Regions from separate parts of the Gasterosteus aculeatus genome. Here region 1 is linked to region 2. Evidence: chromatin contacts called from public Hi-C data. All regions are on one chromosome and are shown on one strand. The core of a region is the stretch at or near the end of the contact, and the rest is flanking DNA. Distances in the headings are between cores, read along the strand shown. Region 1 holds the start of prex1 (phosphatidylinositol-3,4,5-trisphosphate-dependent Rac exchange factor 1). Region 2 overlaps prex1 (phosphatidylinositol-3,4,5-trisphosphate-dependent Rac exchange factor 1).

Evidence for each region. Hi-C and Micro-C count contacts between places; a contact is called where the count stands out from the background.
Region 1: a contact with region 2 is called in a Hi-C map of skeletal muscle, with 2.1 times the contacts expected there. The contact joins the promoter of prex1 here to the enhancer-like site in region 2. A contact is called at or near these places in 3 of 6 Hi-C or Micro-C datasets (skeletal muscle, tail fin and whole body).

The regions. Positions count from the first base shown.
Region 1 is chr2:17,959,907-17,963,285 of fGasAcu3.hap1.1, forward strand. prex1 (phosphatidylinositol-3,4,5-trisphosphate-dependent Rac exchange factor 1) reads right to left here and starts at 1,424. Exons shown (of 40, transcript XM_040194210.2): 1 at 970-1,424. The coding sequence starts at 1,113. LOC120829788 (ral GTPase-activating protein subunit beta) reads right to left here. Exons shown (of 31, transcript XM_078085764.1): 31 at 2,415-3,379.
Region 2 is chr2:17,924,333-17,927,242 of fGasAcu3.hap1.1, forward strand. prex1 (phosphatidylinositol-3,4,5-trisphosphate-dependent Rac exchange factor 1) reads right to left here. Exons shown (of 40, transcript XM_040194210.2): 13 at 2,866-2,910; 14 at 1,562-1,637; 15 at 1,241-1,313. Among protein-coding and RNA genes, the nearest start is that of LOC120829627, 34 kb to the left of the region's middle. Within about 2 kb of position 1,344, at least 1 of the 9 cell types and tissues checked has open chromatin away from gene starts, as enhancers often do.

The DNA.
Region 1 (3,379 bases), core at 174-2,673, 36 kb after region 2:
TATTTCGGACAAATGCTTGCCAGATGCTGAAATTGGAGAATGAACAGAATTGGTGGCACGATCATGAAGAAACGTTCAGTAAAAAATGGCTACAATCCTTTGAGTCAATAAGAGGACCCTGAATCCAGACGAGCTGCAGGTTTGTGTTTTGGAGCGGACCCTGACCTTTGACACCCTTGCACACAAAATAGGGGATTTCCTTACAGGCAGCAATGAAGCTTTATAATAAAGTCGGCGAAGCCACACTGACTTTGCACCGGCTGGACGCAGAAGCCACCTGCACTGCACAACAAGCACCGCTGATGACGAGAGATCATCGATACCACGACAACAAGATCATTCAACAAAAGGCAGCCGATGAGCGAAGTGGCTGGTTTCTCATGCGTGTCAGGAAGCGGGGAGGCGTGTTGGTGCTGAACGCTCATGAATATCTATTTATTTGCAAAGTCAGCGTGGATTAAGCTCTTCTGTGATTCTCTTTCACCTGGGGCTTAAACACAAGGGAATGACCCCCCAACCACACACACACACACACACACACACACCTAATCGAATCTTCCCAAGGAATGTACTACTCAGGTAACCTTATTTCCATTAAAAGCGTGAGCTAAGATTACAGAAAATTAAGACACAGCAGCGATTACTGCGCGTGTCCAGCAGCCTGCGAATAAAGCTGACAATAAAAAGCACAATGAAACGATGCAATGAGGAGGGTCAAGCTCTCTCTATATGCACACAAATAACAATGAGGTGGGATTTAAAAGCCTGAATACAAAACAGGAGCGACGCGTGTGCGCAAAACATCACACCGAACTCCCGACGAATTGCTGCTGGCTGAAGGTGAAACTCAGCCTGTAAACTGCAGCCAGGTGGAATATTACAATTCACATTTATCACGCGGCGCGAGCCGCTCCACGCGAGCGCGCACACGGGAGCAACGTGAAGCGGCGATTCGTGTCAAAAACGTACCGACTGGAGGAAGAGCAGCGTGCGCACGTAATCCCGCTCGGTGTTGAGTATTTCGTTTAAAACGCAGAGCCGGAGCCGCTGCTGGCGGTCCGAGTCCTTGGTGGCGTGGACGCCGTTCTCCTGGCGCGCGTCGTCCTCGTCCATGGTGCCCGGTTAAAGCCCCTCCGCCGGGCGCCTCTCTGCACAGATTGACGTTACTCTCCCGGTTCCAAGTATCCACACTTTGCAGAGTTTGACGCTTCAGTCCATCGCGAGTGCGGCAAGTTCCTCCTAAAAGCAGAAGAAAAGAAGAAGAAAAAAAACCTCGCGAGCTGCGGCAGACACGCGCGTGCACTCAAACACGGGAGATGAAGTTCCACACTGAAAAGTGCCAAACGGACAGAAGAGAGGCTCCGCGTGTGCGTGCGTGTGTGTGTGTGGCCGCAGCACCAGCTGGGAGGGAGCCGCGCGACAGTGGAGGGGTTCAGATGGGAGGAGGGGGGAGGACCCGGCGCGCGCGCACACACACACACACATACACGCGCGCGCGCAGGGGGCCGCAACTCACTGCTCTATTGAGCGCACAAAAACAAATAAGACGTTGAGGGAAACATCTGTGACGGTGGTCATTGAGGCTTAACGCTACATGAATTAAGCTACTGTGGCAAAGGGACATTAAAAAGCACAATAAATAATTAAGTGAACCCGCTGACCAACTAAAAACACGGCAGCTGCACTGAATCGAGCTAATTCAGCGTGTTTACTGGAGAATGTCTAACGTGCCCGAGTAGGTCATAAATATTTGAGGACGTGATGTAAAAATATTAATACCGTATTTCAACATGATAAAAACATGGTCCCAGAGTTACTAACGAGTGACTTGAAATACCCGACGTGGGACGGCCTGTTAGGAGGCTAATGGAAGCATCTATTTAAGTTACTGCTTCGTGGCCGAATGCACATATATCCCAGCAGAAACTAAGACTTTAAGTAAAAGCTTTACTGAGTTGTTATAGCTGTTGCTTTAAAGCCTGTATTTTAAATAAGGGGACAAACCTTTAACTCTATTAAACGTTTCAAAAGTTTGAGTGAGTTAGCTTACATGGTGGCTGGTGTTTGGGAGGAAGGCGCCCTCTGCCGGATGCGCGCGGAACGACACGCACCGCTAACGTGATAAAACAACATGTCTAACGGGTTATCGGCTCTACTAACAGTAACCACCCTCCCTTGTCATTTGTTACAGCAGCAACCTTTGCCCGCTTTGACGACAAGTTGTCCTTTTTTTTAACGCGGGATCGTTGGAGTCTCGTGCCGCTACGGGCGTCTGGTCTCGCGATACTGGATCACACGTGAGCTGCCTTTGCTGTGTTTATTATTGTTGGTGGAAAAGGAGTATAAGGTGAATAAGAAAAGTAAGTGAGATCCATCCTGTGAATAACAGGCGAAACATCAGGAACAGGAGAAAATTAAAATGTCAATAATAGTTTTAATTGATGCATGTTACATTCAATACCCATTGTGAGGCTCCCACACATAACTGCATACATACAAAACTTTTTCTCGCCACCTCAGATGAGGAATGCAACAGACAGCTTGTAAATGCCTTACACTATCATATATTTACATATCCTCCACTTCTGTACATGGCAAATCTTTAAATATGATCAAACACCAGAGGAGTAACATAGTATACAATGTATGACTGATTGTATGTAGTTCTGAAGAGTATTCAATGTACTTTTTTCTTCCAAAAGAAAAGGCACGTGCAGAAAGCACTGTCATAAAAAGTAAGTTGCACTATTAAACATGATAGGTTAAAAAAAAAAAAACTCAACTGCGCCTTTTCCTTCATTCATACTTCGCTAGGTAAAAGTCTTCCTTCAGCGGGGGTGGGGGGTTGCTTTCAAAAATGCCCCAGTTTTAAAAGAAAAGACATGTAGGGTAAACAGGAGTAGAAAATAAACGTGCTCAGTGCATTAAGACTCCTCCAAAGAAACCCAAGAGATGTTTGCCCCGTTTGTCGCTGTGATAAATAAATTCACATTGTTACAGGCTCCAATCAAAACCAGAAGTACAGTGAGTAAACAAAAGTGAGGGAAATTATGAAAAAAATAAGTTTAAACGTGTGTAGTGTGGCAAACGATTATTTCTGACGAGTTCATTATTCAGTTTCAGACCTTAAATGTCTCTCGTGGTCATTTGATATCAGCCCTGCAAACGTCGAGTGCTCTGTGATCAGGAAACTCGGATGTTACCAAGCGTTACGAGTGAACCTTTTCTAAAGATCCCGTCAGCAGAACGTCCCCCGATCTCTTAATGCTGTGAGTTTTCTTTTGTCTTTTTTCAGGGGTCACTATGACTCCTCACACGCGTACACACACGGGCGCTGGGATGACTTTCCGCCAGCACTGGGGGACAAGCGCAGGTGTCA
Region 2 (2,910 bases), core at 94-2,593:
GACAAGGGCAGAATAAAAAAGCAGATCCCTTCACCGGGTGAAGAGAGAGAGGATGTGCTAAGTAAAGACTACAGAGCGGAGGAGAGGGGAGGTGTGCAGCCCGGCTGAGCGGAGCGACGGCAGGTTGTGACCCTGAAGAAGAGCAGAGCGGAGGGAGAACAGGTGACACCTTCAAACAGATGGTGGAGGGAAAAAGGCAAATGCGTGAGGATCTGAAAGTGAGGATAAAGTCACTGTGAAACTTCCTGTGAGCCGTTCCTTGTTTTTAAATCAGCAGGGGTTTGGGCTCCATTTAAGCCGTGGTACTGTTCACTACCACCCATGAAGTCTGCCTGTGTGTAACCTGCAAGAACACCTGTGCAGTACTTGTTAAAGGGTTACCAGGATCCTTCGGAAATCAAACCACTTCCGTTCAAACCAGAAGACCTAATTCAACTTCTTCATCCTAGATTCCAGTTGGTATGAGTCACTATACACACCGGGAAGCGATGTCTTCATGTTACTTTCTCCGTACTCCACCACTAAGTGCTTCTTTTAAGTGGGTCTCGTTTTACACGCAACACATTTGTGCGCCAATGAAGCTGGATGTTTCAATTCAAGACCTCAACCAGCGGTCCTGGTTCAGTGGAACGACCCAGACAGCAATGTAGTTCCGCTCTGGTTAGAGTACTCTGCTAAAGCTGTTTACGCAACACGCTGGGAAAGACGTCCGAGCTGCTCCGCTGCAACGTAGTCAGTGAAGTTGCACTTGCAAATATTTTCAAGAAAAGACTGCGTGACAGAGGAGAGATTGATGTTACATTTTTATGGCAAGTGTGCAGCCTCACTTCCTGTCGCCAGAGTATCTGATGCCATCGCAATTTTCACAGCTCTAGCTAAAATAAGTTAATTAGTGGATAATCTTCAGTACAAGCGGCTAATTATGTGCTTATTATCTGAAGCTTTATTTAACACTCATAGCCCCTCACGTCATTGACGGGGTTTTTTATCGTTTTTTATTATCCTGTGCCGACGTGAGGCATCGGGACAGAGGATGTTGCGCGTATACAGACTGTAAAGCACTCTGGGGCAAATTTGTAATTTGTGATTTTGAGCTATAAAAAATAAAATATTTTTTTTTAATAAGGAGACAACAACAAAATGAGTGAGGACAAGAGACACTCCCACAGAAGTCAAAGTTCCATTGAGTTCCTGTTATCTCATGCTGAAATGACGTGTGAGATGGGTGAACTGTACCAACCGTGGTGCATGAAGCCGTTGTTGCAGAGCCCAATGCCCAGCGTCACCGCGTCCTCTCGGGTCGAGCAGTCTCCCTGGGAAACCAAACCAGTGACGCATACAGTTGGTCAGTTACACCGTAACGCAACAGGCTGCAGCGCCTGAGCTTCTGTGTGTAGCTGGGATGAGGATCAATGCAAGGTGACTTTAATAAATGTATATAAAGACTTCGTTTAAATTAGGTTATTTGGGTGGCTAGTTTCATATACAATGGAATAAATAGCGAAGATTTATATATACACTCAAACGGGAAAGAGAGTCCTCTACAACGGGCACTCATTACCTGCAAGAGCAGCCAGTCGACCAGTTTGCTGGCAGGCACCACAGATTTGAAGGTTTTCAGATGGTGGTCTCTGTCCCTAGAAAAGAGCAAAATGAAATAAAGCATTTATAAAATGTGTTGCGGAAAGGTGAAAATAGCTGGTGGCCTCTTTTGTGGTCGACAGCATCATTCTTATTCTTAAATAGGAGGCGAGAACATTGAGTGAGAAAAGCCCCAGAAAAACATCCACGTTACGAGCTGAACACCACTGCAGTCCTCGTCTGCTGCAGACGGCCCGTTGTTCTACACTTCTCTTAACCCCGCCGGGGGAACAACGACTTACTGCCCTTTCCTTTGTTTTAACCTCCGGGCTCCTGTGAGATTACACAAGCACCAGCTTGGCCGCTCAGCGCGTTAACACGTGAAACCGGAAGGGTTAGGCGGAGGACGCGTGACTCGCCGGGTGTATCACACGCCTGTCAAATGAGTATTTCAATGTCTTAATCTTCTGCTGTGAGTGAGACATCGGGTGTGGCTGCAGGGGAGCGCCCGCTTTGTAAACCGACGCATTCAGAGGCGCACATATTGATGCTCCCAGGCAACGTCTGCTGATTTATGATTTTCTCCATCCATTGTCATCTACAGCCCGTGACAGTCAACGATTTGAGAAGGTTTATATCTATTTTATCATCGTTAGTGTTTTGTTCACCGGATTACAAAACCGCAATGCTTTGTCTCTTCACAAATATTCATAAAACAGATGATTTGTTATCATTTATGCTTCATTAAAGGCAATACATCCATCACGCCGACGTCAGAATTAATGGTTTCTACTTACAATTCCAATTTAGTGACGTCTTACATCATATCTTGATGCCAGGGCAGAAGGATTGCCTTTGTGTGTTAATAGGATTTGTACACCCCCCCTCACCCACCCACTGAAGCTCTTTGTTTGCGGCAATGGGAACCCCGGGGCACTTCAATCAGCGGGTGAGTGATGTGAGGAGAGATAGAGGGGCGAGGGGGGTAAGAGTAGGAAGGAAGGGGCGGCGGACCTTCGAATGGGAAACATATTTGTGAAGTATAGTTGACGCTGATGTTCGCCATGGTTTTGGGCAATAAGATTGTGCATAAGAGAAGACCTACGGACTAATGGAGAACTGTATGAGATTCAGAGGATGGAGCATGTTTGTGTTTTGTTTGTTTAGAGAGGCTGTCGTGGGCCGAACGTGAACCCTTCATGAATATGCATCCGTGCACCTGGAGAGAGGGAACATTAGCATACAGGGAGCAGGGAGTGTGTGGGGGGGGGGGCAGGTACTTACTTGATAACCGGCGTGTGGAGGCTGTGCAGGCGGCAGTACAGCCTG